Linked DNA regions of Mus musculus: all the other regions are linked to region 2. A link is a contact called in public Hi-C, Micro-C and promoter capture Hi-C data. All regions are on one chromosome and are shown on one strand. The core of a region is the stretch at or near the end of the contact, and the rest is flanking DNA. Distances in the headings are between cores, read along the strand shown. Region 1 overlaps Bnc2 (basonuclin 2). Region 2 overlaps Bnc2 (basonuclin 2). Region 3 overlaps Bnc2 (basonuclin 2). Region 4 overlaps Bnc2 (basonuclin 2).

What was found. Hi-C and Micro-C count contacts between places; a contact is called where the count stands out from the background. Capture Hi-C pulls out chosen DNA fragments and counts their contacts.
Region 1: a contact with region 2 is called in a Micro-C map of muscle stem cells, with 7 times the contacts expected there. The contact joins two enhancer-like sites. A contact is called at or near these places in 1 of 39 promoter capture datasets (the 3T3-L1 cell line), 3 of 484 Hi-C or Micro-C datasets (embryonic fibroblasts, muscle stem cells and uterus), 1 of 115 datasets of contacts at active chromatin or transcription factors (kidney) and 2 of 9 other capture datasets (adipose tissue and pancreatic islet).
Region 3: a promoter capture Hi-C map of adipose tissue shows a contact between it and region 2. The contact joins two enhancer-like sites. A contact is called at or near these places in 1 of 39 promoter capture datasets (the HPC-7 cell line), 1 of 484 Hi-C or Micro-C datasets (nephron progenitors), 1 of 115 datasets of contacts at active chromatin or transcription factors (embryonic stem cells) and 1 of 9 other capture datasets (adipose tissue).
Region 4: a contact with region 2 is called in a Hi-C map of uterus, with 2.3 times the contacts expected there. The contact joins two enhancer-like sites. A contact is called at or near these places in 2 of 39 promoter capture datasets (3T3-L1-derived adipocytes and epiblast stem cells), 1 of 15 datasets of contacts at CTCF or cohesin (the NIH/3T3 cell line), 4 of 484 Hi-C or Micro-C datasets (embryonic fibroblasts and uterus) and 1 of 9 other capture datasets (adipose tissue).

Annotation. Positions count from the first base shown.
Region 1 is chr4:84,456,457-84,459,156 of GRCm38.p6, reverse strand. The region is part of intron 3 of Bnc2 (basonuclin 2); the gene reads left to right. Among named protein-coding and RNA genes, the nearest start is that of Bnc2, 220 kb to the left of the region's middle. Within about 2 kb of position 1,401, at least 49 of the 459 cell types and tissues checked have an H3K27ac peak or open chromatin away from gene starts, as enhancers often do. A contact at or near this core is called in embryonic fibroblasts, muscle stem cells and uterus, where this site is marked.
Region 2 is chr4:84,521,728-84,524,704 of GRCm38.p6, reverse strand. The region is part of intron 3 of Bnc2 (basonuclin 2); the gene reads left to right. Among named protein-coding and RNA genes, the nearest start is that of Bnc2, 150 kb to the left of the region's middle. Within about 2 kb of position 1,369, at least 124 of the 459 cell types and tissues checked have an H3K27ac peak or open chromatin away from gene starts, as enhancers often do. A contact at or near this core is called in adipose tissue, embryonic fibroblasts, muscle stem cells and 1 more, where this site is marked.
Region 3 is chr4:84,626,412-84,629,199 of GRCm38.p6, reverse strand. The region is part of intron 1 of Bnc2 (basonuclin 2); the gene reads left to right. Among named protein-coding and RNA genes, the nearest start is that of Bnc2, 48 kb to the left of the region's middle. Within about 2 kb of position 1,354, at least 9 of the 459 cell types and tissues checked have an H3K27ac peak or open chromatin away from gene starts, as enhancers often do. A contact at or near this core is called in adipose tissue, where this site is marked.
Region 4 is chr4:84,406,199-84,409,021 of GRCm38.p6, reverse strand. All of the region lies in intron 4 of Bnc2 (basonuclin 2), which reads left to right. Among named protein-coding and RNA genes, the nearest start is that of Gm33597, 190 kb to the right of the region's middle. Within about 2 kb of position 1,266, at least 31 of the 459 cell types and tissues checked have an H3K27ac peak or open chromatin away from gene starts, as enhancers often do. A contact at or near this core is called in adipose tissue and uterus, where this site is marked.

The sequences.
Region 1 (2,700 bases), core at 152-2,651, 66 kb after region 2:
CTTTCAAACCTGAGTGGATTTCCCTCATTTGCCTTGTCTCATTGAGGAAGGTGTGGTGCCATCTTTCTGGCCCGAGCCAGCTCTAGTGATAGATTTGATGAACGGTTGCTTTGGACCTGGCCCTCACCAAGTGCACCTGAATTCACTAAGAATGAATTTAAATCCCAAGGGTCAAAGTTGCACTTCATGTGGCAATTCTTAGCTGCATAAAAACAAACAAAAAATATCCATAGAACTGTGGTATAAACAAAAAAAGAAGATGTAGTGTTGTTATGACTTTTGGATTAGATTACTGCTGAACCAAGCGTCTTTTTGACACAAGCTAAAAATAACGTGTTTGGCTAATTAGGCGATAAAAGCAAACATCAAAGGCAGACCTTTCCGTTAGTCCTACACTGGCTTCCTTGTATTTAAAACGCTAGCCAACAAATAAAGTGTTTGACCGTTGTTATTATTCGTTTTTAGTTGAGACTTAGTGGAAAACAATATCCCTAGGTATTTGTTTTTCTCAGCTTGATACTTAACCCTACTACCAATCACTAAGTAATAGTGAAATGTAACAGCTACTGCCTTGTCACAACAGACACTTAAAAACGATTTCTGCTTTTTCCACATTAACACGTCTAGATTAGGAAAGTGGAGCATATCTCTCCCTTTCAGTGATATTTATTCATGGGAATGATGGTGTGCAGCAAGAAAAAGTGCGTGCATGTAAAAATACCTTCAGCTTGCCAGGGAGGTTGCTTTATTTTTTTTTTTTTCCAGAATGCTCTTGATTTACAAGTGAAACTTACTCTTGTGTGAAGGGCAAATTTAAATAGTAGGAATTCATGCGGTCACTAGTGAGACATCAGTTGAAAAGTCTGGGTGTTGTTTTCTCTGTGTGGTTTCAGGTGTGTGTGTGTGTGTGTGTGTGTGTGTGTGTGTGTGTGTGAGAGAGAGAGAGAGAGAGAGAGAGGGGGGGGGAGAGAGAGAGAGAGAGAGTGTGTCTGTCGGTGAGCATCCGTGTTTACTGTCATTCCTTGCCCACTCTGTCCCCTCTCTTACTCAGATACATGTATATAGGCCACCTTCAGTCAAGGCATGTGACCCGTCCCACATGTGTCTCTGTATGTGTCCACATCCGCTCCTTTTATTGCTTTCTTATGGCATTCTGCTTTACAAAGTGACATTTTCTGAAAACAGTATGTTTTTACATTTTGTGGGGTTTTCTCCTTATCTCTGTAATTCCTGAGACTTTTTCTAAACAAGATGCCTGGCATTTTCTAAGGACAGAGCAGAGACAGAGCCGCCCCGAGCAGGCAGACACACTTACATTGCTTGTGGTTTTTCAATACAGCTGCGTTCAAATGGGCCTGCCTTTTCGGCACTGGTTCCAGTGCCAAAGTCAGACTGTCACACAGCTGGTAGTACTTACTGTACTTGCGGGAAACTATGTGATTCATTAGTTGGAACCGTATGGTTTTCACCAGTTCTGGTCATGTTTTTGTTAGGATGTGGTAAAAACATAAGCAGAGGGTGAAGGGACAATGGAAGCATGTGACTTGTTAAGGACTGGCCCCAACCCATTATTAGTTAAATTGTTCACCATAAAATGTCCTCTGTACCTCATAAGACAAATGACTTAATTTTTTATTCTTCAGTTGAGGTCATTTAGTCATAAGTAGTAAAAATTATCAACACTAAGCTCTTTTTGTCTTTTTTTTTCCCCTTTCTGCAAAGTATCATGATCCATTTAAACCCCAAACTGTAATATGAAGAGAAGTCATGCAAGTAAAAGATATTAATTTGCTGAAAAATGTCCATGACGGGTGAAGAACTTTTAACTGGAGTGAACTCTCGCTACTGATAAAATATGAGTGTGGTATTGCAGTTAATAAGAAACACTGCTAATACCACAGGATATGTGGAGAACAATAAACGGGAGTTCCTTTGTCCAAGCTCACTAGAGTTTATGGGTGGATGAATGAGTCTTTCAAATATTTTTGTCACTAATAGAGTTGGACTAGGGTGTTTGCAGTGTTTGTTACTGGGGTTGTGCAGAGCCGCTGGGCTGCACTGTGTCGCCCCTTAGCCCTCTATGGGGTAGTCTTTGAGACTGAGTGTTTCACACCTGCATAGGGTGAACTACAGCCACAGTAGAGTGGATTCTGCAGATGGTGTATTGTCTGTGCATAGGCATTTGCTTTCAAATTCACGTTCCTTTGAATCCTCCCAACGCTGTACCTTTGCCCCCTCTCTCCTAATCTACTATTGCAAAGGTGACATTTTTGAAGTCTTTGTGGGTAGTCTATTGGCAGATTATGCGTCCACCCTCTGACTCCGTTTTCTAACCGTTTCCTTTTAGAGCTCTGCACCGTTCATGCCTCAGCACATATGCTCCTGCAGTTGCGGCACTCTGCAGAATTAGAACCAGGTCTGTCTCTGACAATTAGCTCAACTGGCTACAGCATAAATAAAGGAATGCGCTCAGGGGCTGTAGTCTGTGACATGGTTTAACAGAGCGTAAAAAGGTGCATCTGTTCCCTGCCCACATTCAGTCGCCTCACTGTCACTGGGAAGTTATCGACACGGAGACATGCCTGTGCTGTTTGGTAAACAAGCGGCAGGTATTAAATTAATGGGGCTGTGAGCGTGTGCAAGTGCTGCTTTATTAAAAGCTCTGCTTTCCGGACTCACTGCTGGGCCACAGGCCGCCAC
Region 2 (2,977 bases), core at 120-2,619:
GCGTGTGACTTCAACTCCTCATTAGGGGCAGGCGTGTGTTGTCTTGTTCCTTCGCTTGCTTTTTGTTTACATTGCTTGCAAGCATGATCTTCACAAGTAATGAGTCAAGAAGTTCAGATTTAAATCCGGTACAGTTGCTTGCTTCTGTTGTGATAAGGCTTTAGCTATGTGATATGGTTAACTTCGTGTTTTAGAATTCTTCACCTTTGATTTTTTTTTTTCTTCTAAAAATTTTCTTCTAAAATTGTCAGGAGACATCAGAATTATTTCTGTTTTGTATTTTGTAAGTCTAAATTAAATGTCACTTAAATGTGAAAGAACTGGCACCTTCGCTAAGGAGTCCCCAAAGCAAATGGTCATGTCAGTAATCATAACCTAATTATGAATGCAAAGTGAAGTTTGTTTCTTAAAAAAGCACAAAACAGAGGAAAGTAAGCCCCACAGCATCTCACAGCATTATCTAGCCCAGGAGAAAGCCTCCTTCTGCGAAGCCATAGGGTCCTGAATGGTAGCAGTAGTAATAAGAGAGGATGCTGGCATCTGCCCAAGGACTTGTTCAGAGGGATCCACAAATGGCCTGCTCAGTGTGTGGCTGTACAGAAGTTCCAGGGTGACACATGCCTCCCAAGCCAGTCACAATGCAAGAGGTCAGGAGTCATGTTCAAGGGCAGGGTGTTTCTGGATAAGGCTGAGGAAGCAGAGGTGGCCCCTCTGTGCTCAGTGTGTGGGTCTGTGTACTCCTTTCCCGTCAAAGCTGGCCCAGCATGGCCAAAAAGTGGTTCCTTGGCAGGGTTTAATGGCAGGATGATGTAGTCTGTTGTGACTAGTGCATTCCTTTCAGGTTAAACTAGGGAAATGGCATTGTGTTAAAATTCCAAGTCGCATGAATGTTTTATTGCCACAGTGCATTTAGCCCTCCAGGGGAGTGTGTGTGGCAGAGGTGGGGTTGGGGGTGGGGTGACTTGGAGGCGCAGGAACTATCAGAAGGACACTTCCCTTGGAAAATTTTACCCATCAGCATGAAGCTGATTTGCTCTGATGGTCACTTAGAAGGGTTTCACTTTTTTTCTTCAACTGTGGCTGTTTAAAGTCTTGTAGTCCGGACAATTAGCAGCTGAAGAAAATATGACAAGACACACACACAGAGGCCGGCAGATAGAGAGGAGGAATGAGCCAGAAAGGAGCTGAGCTGCCTTGTGTAAACTGCCCAAGCAGGGCTCCCCCTCCCTGGCCGCCATCCCTGTCCCCCTTTCCCCAGGCTGTTTTTGCTGTCTGCCTGAAGGCCAGCGGGACTGCTCTGTTAACCTTGCACCACTGACTGGGAGGCCTCTGCAGCTCATGGTACTGTGTGTTACCATTACCACTCCCCCATTCCTTCTCCCTGGCTCTCCCCCCCTCCCCTTAACTGCTTCTCTATAACAACGGTTTATATTAGTCAGAGGCATACAATTTTGGAATGCAGAAGGTCTGAGTTAAAACAAAACAAATTTAAGTATGTGCTCGCTTGTGTTCTCCCCCCCCCCCCAACACTCCTGCATTTAGAAAGGCTATCCTGAGCCATTCTAATTCAATTCTCTCCAGACTTTTCCATCGTGATTTAAAACCAGGAATTCTGGAATTTGAGCAGTTTAAACAGGGAAGTTATTGAGTATCTGGAAGGAAGAGTGCTATGAAACCTTGCGTGGAGCCTCAGGTTGAGGGTACAGGCCTCAACAATGACCTCTGATTTTGCACACTGTCCCTCCCTTGCCCCTCTCAAGGAGTGTTTCTGCCTCCTTTATTGTTTCAAACATACAGTTGCCTGCCGAGGACTGATAGCTTGTATTTGTGAGCGTTACAAATAACACTCAGGACTCTTTCATGATCCGGTTCATTTGTAAGAGATTAAAATGTGCACTGATGGAACAGTTTCCTCTTGCTCTCTACCTTTGTAAAGCATTTGGGTTTCTCCCTGTGAAGAGGAGAGCTATAGCTTAAGAAAAGTCATAGTTTGAGCTGTAGTTCTGAATTGCCAGTTTCTCTATGTTTCCAAATGTTAAAATACTTCCAGAATATAACGGAAATTTAACATGAATATTGTACAAAAAATGAGGCATGAGTAAGCCAGTGTACCCTATTTATGTAGAATTTTAAGGGCTTGATTTGTACATTTTTATAAAATGATTTTGTCAAAATAGACCTCCAGAGTTTAATCTGATTAGTGGTGTTTGTATGATGGTTTGTTCTTTTTAAACAGATATATTGACATTGTTTATGGGAAGTCTTAAACTAGCAAGCAATCAACTTTACAACAAAATCGAGATTTATATGTGGACTTGATGCTTCACATGTAAGACATATTCATATACTAACCGTCTTCCCTAAGCTCTTGTGGTCCCCACAGAGTTGGCTCCTTTTACTCTGTGGCTGCTCAGGTGATAGTAGAGTTTGGCTGACTCTGGTTTCCAGTCGGGGATTTTAAAATGTAGGGTTTTGCTGGTATTTGTTTTTTTTTCCTTTCTGTTTTATTATTTATTATAACCAGTTTTAAAGTTGTCCCCCCCCCCCACAGGGTGTGAAAATAAAAGTGTCAAATAACCTTTCATGTGCATTTAGTTTATCTGGAAATATAGTTGATAGTTCTAATCATGGAAGCATTTTTTTTTAATTATGAAAAGGATGTTGTAGCTCTGCTCAGTCCTTTCCAATCTGATTTATTAAAAGTTTCCTCTTATTTTCCAAGAAGGAAAGAGTGAAATGACACCAACATTAAATCTCTCTAATAAGAACATTTCAGCCAAGGCAGGATGGTTTTCCCCAAGTCAGATTTCATTAAAAACAAATCAGTGTCTGTCCTTTGAGCGCTTTTTTGTCCCTTTTGCCAGCCATTAGCATATTGGGAGCTTCCTGGGATAACAAACTGGCCCTGAGTGCGGATGCTCCTGCTGTGATGTCATTCAGGAACCTCCCCCGTCACGTGACCTTGGATAAGACCCTT
Region 3 (2,788 bases), core at 105-2,604, 100 kb before region 2:
AGTTTGTGGCATTAGTGAGGTAGACTTTTTCCTGCCGTATTTAAAATTGTTGTCATTTTCTCTACATTATTGCCACTAGATCCATGGTTCTCAACTTGTGGGTCGTGATGCCTTTGGGGGTTGAGTGACCCTTTCACAGGAGTAGCCTTACACCATCACAGAAACACAATTATTTACATTATAATTCATAACAGTGACAAAACTATAGTTATGAAAGAGCAACAAAAATAATTTTATGGTTAGGCATCACCACATGAGGAACTGTATTAAAGGGTTGCAGCGTTAGGAAGGTTTAGGACTATTGCTGTAGGAAGGTCAGTTCATAGGATAGCCAGTTGCCTTAAGAGATGGCTAGATGTGGTGTGTGTGTGTGTGTGTGTGTGTGTGTGTGTGTGAGAGAGAGAGAGAGAGAGAGAGAGAGAGAGAGAGAAGAAAGGCAAGCATGAGTGACCCCGGTAGCGGAGGTTTTTATTCCTTTAGTCCTTGGAACACTAACAAACACCCACCAGTTTGCATGCTGTTTATACAAATGCTTGCTTTACCTCAGTAGAAGGCAGTGGTTAGAATTTTCAAGTTGGGATCAGAGTGTCCTGCCTATGTGCATTTTGTATCTAAGGTGAAATACTGACCTAGAACGCAGTAAAATTTCTCTCAGGGGGAAGGTGCCTCCCTACCCTCTCATTTCCTTGTTAGTGGCAAGTGACACAAGAAGGCTTCCAAACTTTGGGGAGTCCTGGATGGTTAGCAGATGAGATCATTTCCAGTGAAACTTACCAGCTGCCCCTGAATTCCCTCTTCAGAGCACTATGCTTTTATTACGAGATTTAATTATAGGATAAGGAAAGTGCTGTGAGCATCTTTAGACCACACATGTGAAGCTACACACTTGAGTCTAGGAGTTTAGAGTTGAGCCACTTAAGGAAAAAGAGGCCGCACACTCACACTCGTGTTGCTGTGACTGACGGTTGCGAAGCTTGCTCTGCATCTGGCCTTGAGTTTCATATGTTTTATGTGTTAGGTTCTCTCAATTTCTTAGCATTTTTATTTTATTCTTATAATCACTTAATAATGGTATTGGCACCGAATTCTACATGTGTGTTTTTCCCCAGCTTTTCTACACGCTCATTGTGGCTGTATACTTTATGTGTAGAAAACATCAGAAAGACATGACAGTTGCTTTAGAACAGATAACTCAGAGGAAGGTTGTCGCCATTTACTCAGGGCTAGCACCAGTGTTCCCATTCTTCCCTGCAGACTGGACATCTGAGTTCTCGTGACTCAGGTTCATGTTCTTAAGCTCACAGTGGTAATATGGCAAACGCTCAAGATCTCCGACATAAATCAGGACTGAAGTGTTCATCAGAACCAGTATTGGGTACAAGGAGGTCTTACTGGAAGTGTCTTGCGTATTGTTCAAACACAAGGGACAACTGGCTTTTGCTTTCCTTGGCCAGAACATTGTCTCAAGCGAGTGATTAGGCTGCACTCCAGCGTTAACCCAGGGCAAAACTTATGCAGCCCTACCAGCAGTGGGGTAATTAAGAGAAGGGAAAGTGAAAATATTTGCTTAAAGTTTAACTGCATTTTAATTAATCATGAAAAATAACAAATACAGCTAAGAAGGAAGGAGACAATAGGGGCATTTTTACCTTTTCCTTTAACGTATTCTAGATATGCCCATTAATTCTTCCAGAATATTATTAATCCATATTAGAAATAAGAACCCAAGATTCCACATCTGCCTTTGGGTTGATATGTGAGCTGTAGGATAATTCTGTCTTACTTACAAGAAAATGTCACTCTATCAAATCTGTGAACCAGTAACAGTTGAGTTGATAGAGAGGAGTCTTTCAAAGTAAGATCCAGATACAAAGCTGATAGTACAAATCTTTAGAGTTAAAAGGGATGGTAACAACTGCACCTACACATTATGGCTAACCAGAGCATTATGTTATAAGAAAAGTGAACGATTCAGTCACTGCTCATTGCTGAGAGTTCAAATGCTTATCCTTGGCATGGCTGTAGAACTTAGATTGCTGTGGCTTTCGAATCTACCTAGGCTGGCCTCCCGCAGAGAGAGGTACCCTTACCAGCCTTCATTGTGTAAACTCTTTACTGCTGTTCATCTTGCCTTTTGTCACTCCACAGCTTCTATACAAACATCAGGTTTGTTAATGCTGCCATTTTCCTCAAGCATTGTATAGAGTGTGAGTTTTGCCCGCTGTGGTCCTTGGATGACTTTCCTACTGCATCTGTTTGCCCTCCTATCTGCTACACTAGCTGTATGACTTCTGCTTTAGGTATCCCTTCAGCACAATACAACGCTTCTCTCCTCTGCATCCTCATCTCTGCTCTTGGAAGAGTTCATCCTAAGCTTCTAAAGTCTTTTTGTCTTTGATTTTTGTTGTTCCAGAGAGCCATAACCCAGGCCCATGTGTATGTTAGCCAGGACCCTACTTCTTAGCTACGCTTCTGCATAAAAGTCCATTTTAAATGTCTTCTCTTTTCATGAATAACCTGTAGTACTAATGGATTGGTATTCTCCACACAATTTTTATATTTTGTTTGGTTCTTTATGTCTAGGGATCTAGTCGGTTTGTCATGGATTTATGTGCTCTTATTAACCTACATAGATTAGTTAGCATACGGCCTATGAATACCTTGTAAAGACACAATATCTCATGTCTTCGTTTATTAAGTCGAAATATAAATATTTCTGATTATTTCAAGGAACACATTTAGTCATTTATACAGTAGTTCCTTAATAAATAATACTACAAAGGTTGTA
Region 4 (2,823 bases), core at 17-2,516, 120 kb after region 2:
TCCGGTGCTTGTGGAAGCCAAAACAGGACACTGGATCTCCCCAAGTTGGAATTACAGGCAGTTATGAGCCTTCCTACGTGGGAGCTGGGAATGAAACTTGGGTCCTCTGCAAGAGTAGTGTGTGTAGTTACCTGCTGATCCACCTCTCCAGCCCTACTTCTAAATCTTGTATAATCAGCAGAAAGTGATTTTTGTTCTCAGTCTCATTAAGTTTGCATTCTCCCCTTTTACTTAATAGGTCTTCGTAGACTAGAGGCCCTTACTTAAATGGAAAGTATAAAATATCCACCAAAAAAAAGTTGTAGTTTTTTTTAATGTAAGTGTACATCACATAGATGTTGCTGGATTTCCTGTTTTTATTTACTAAACTCATAAATGTCAATTAAGTTTCTATTAAGACTCAGTATGTAAAATGAAATTTTAACCTAGGATCCAAGGCATTCTATAATCAAAACTCTTGGTTATGTTTGTCTTACATTTTGAATCAGGCGCTCTTGGAATTCTGTTTACAAATTCCACAAGTTTATTGTAGACATGGTGCCTTATAAAGACTTGAACAGGACAGATCAAAGTCAATACTTCCATATGAGAGGTCAAATGTCTTTATTATTTGTCTCAGTCTGTGTTAAGCTTACAATTTATGTAAATATCTATGAAAGGAGTTTGCCATCAGCCCCTACCTATCTTGTGTCTCCGTAGCTGTGGCTCATCTTCCTCAGCCAGTTTTCTTCTTCACATTGGAAAGTCTCCCATCCTCAGCAATAAAATGTCTGAAGTGTCTGTGCTCTCCTGTTCATTCTGAGAGACTTGACAGCACTGTCTGGAATCATGTATAGACTTCCCAGGATACATAGCACACTGAGAAGAAAACCGGACTTTCCTTTGTTACAGGAAGATAATGTTCTCACATATTCACCCACAGCACAGCTCTGGCCTTACTCTAACTGACATGGAGAAGGTCTGTCAGCAATTGTACTTTGGAAGAACATTTTTAGCAGGTGTTTAGGACTTGGTGAACTGTAACAGCACACTACTAGGCTGGGTGCTTCTTAGCATAGTGCAGTGATGATAGTCTGACCAAAGGTGGAAGGTTGGCCATTTAAGAAAATGCTTCTAGATTGTTACAGTGTTCCAGAACCTGGCTGTGCCTAGCCTCAGATCCTTTCCTTAGAGGAACCAGCTTTTGCTGTCCCGGCATTCTGTTCTGCTGTCTCCATGAGGAAAGTCCTTGAACATTTCTGTACTTGCTTCACTTGAGTGAAAACAAAGCCATTTCCTGCCTGGCACAGGAGACTGTTGCTTGACCTGGGGGCACAGTGCCCTCTCCTGCCTCTCTCCTCTCCTCCCTGATTGGAGCTGATAAGCCATAAAGGGAGGACATCCTGATGTAAAGGCCTGTGCTTGATTAATGGCTCTGGCTGCTCTCTCATCGCATCCCTCAGCTGCGGGTTCCCTTGCTTTCTCAGCCTACCCACCTTCTGCATGTTGCTTTAAACTCCTTCAATTTTCTTTTAGCATCGTTCAAACAGTGCCTCCTTTTCAAAGTCCTGGGCCATCTGCCTGCTAGCTTCTCAGATATGTTGTCACGTGATGCAGGATGAGTGTTGCAAGATCTTGTGTCCTAAGTACTGTCAGTGCTGATTTACTGGTCAGGGGCTTCCTGGGTGAAACTGACGTTTTCAGAACTCTCTTTCTCAGACTGTGACAAAGCTCTACATCAGTTAAAGGGAGGATGCTAGAGAGAGAGTTAAAGGGACAGCTGTTGAATAAGGAGCTTGCAGCTTGTTCTAGCTCTGACTGTTGGAACCATTTCCAGGTTATTTAATTAAGTTTTTCTCATTTTTTTTTTCTGTGAAGATATCTATATGATTTGTACATAGTAAAAGCCTGGTGAAGTGTTAGTTGTTTTAATTACTGAATCAAAATAACAGATATATCAAAGTTGACTAGTTAAAAGATAGCTGTAGGCAGACTAATGTATTTCCTGTGTTCTGGTTCTTTTATGTGCAAATTCAAATAATAATAGGAATGCGCCTAAATATCACAGTGGCTTGAAGGAAGATAAAATGAGTGGGGAGTTACCCTAATGTTCTGGCATAAGCATTTTAGCTCAAATCCTATGTAGTCAATGCGGTAATTCTAAACATGAACAGTCATGAGACTGTCTAAGAGTTTTAGCCCTTGGGAGGTAGAGGCAGGAGAATCAGCCATTCATGGTCATTCTCAGCTTCATGGTGAGTTTGAGCACAGCCTGGAATACTTGAGACCCCATCTCAGAGACAAAAACAGAGTCTTTCAAAGTGCAGTGTGGAAGGGGGTGTGCTTCAGAGTGGAGTTTTGTACCGGTTTATCTTGGCTGTGAGGCCCAGAGCTCTTCAGGGGCAGTCTCCTCGTCCAAGAACTCTAGGGCAGCTGTGTGGGCCTCATTTGAACAGAAGCAGAGACAAAGTTACTCCAGACAACTTTATCCCAGACCACTGTGAAGTCTCACTAGAGCTTCCCGGTTTTTGAGAAGTAGAGAGCAGTGCATTATGTGTTGAAAACCAAAGAGATTAAACTGAGGAAGAGCTGCCCTTGCTTATCTTCACACCTCTCCTTCTGCGTGTGAATACTTTGATAGGCTCACTACTTTATCATTTTATTGCATTTTATTACATCATAAATTTTTATATCTTGCTAACGATCCTACAGGAAGCTTAATTGTTTATAGGAACATCTTAATTAACTAGAGTTCACCATGTTAAGCGGAACACAAATTGAAGGGGTGATAAATGAAACACCCTCCGTTCCTCTCCTTTTATCGGATGCACTATTCACATAAAC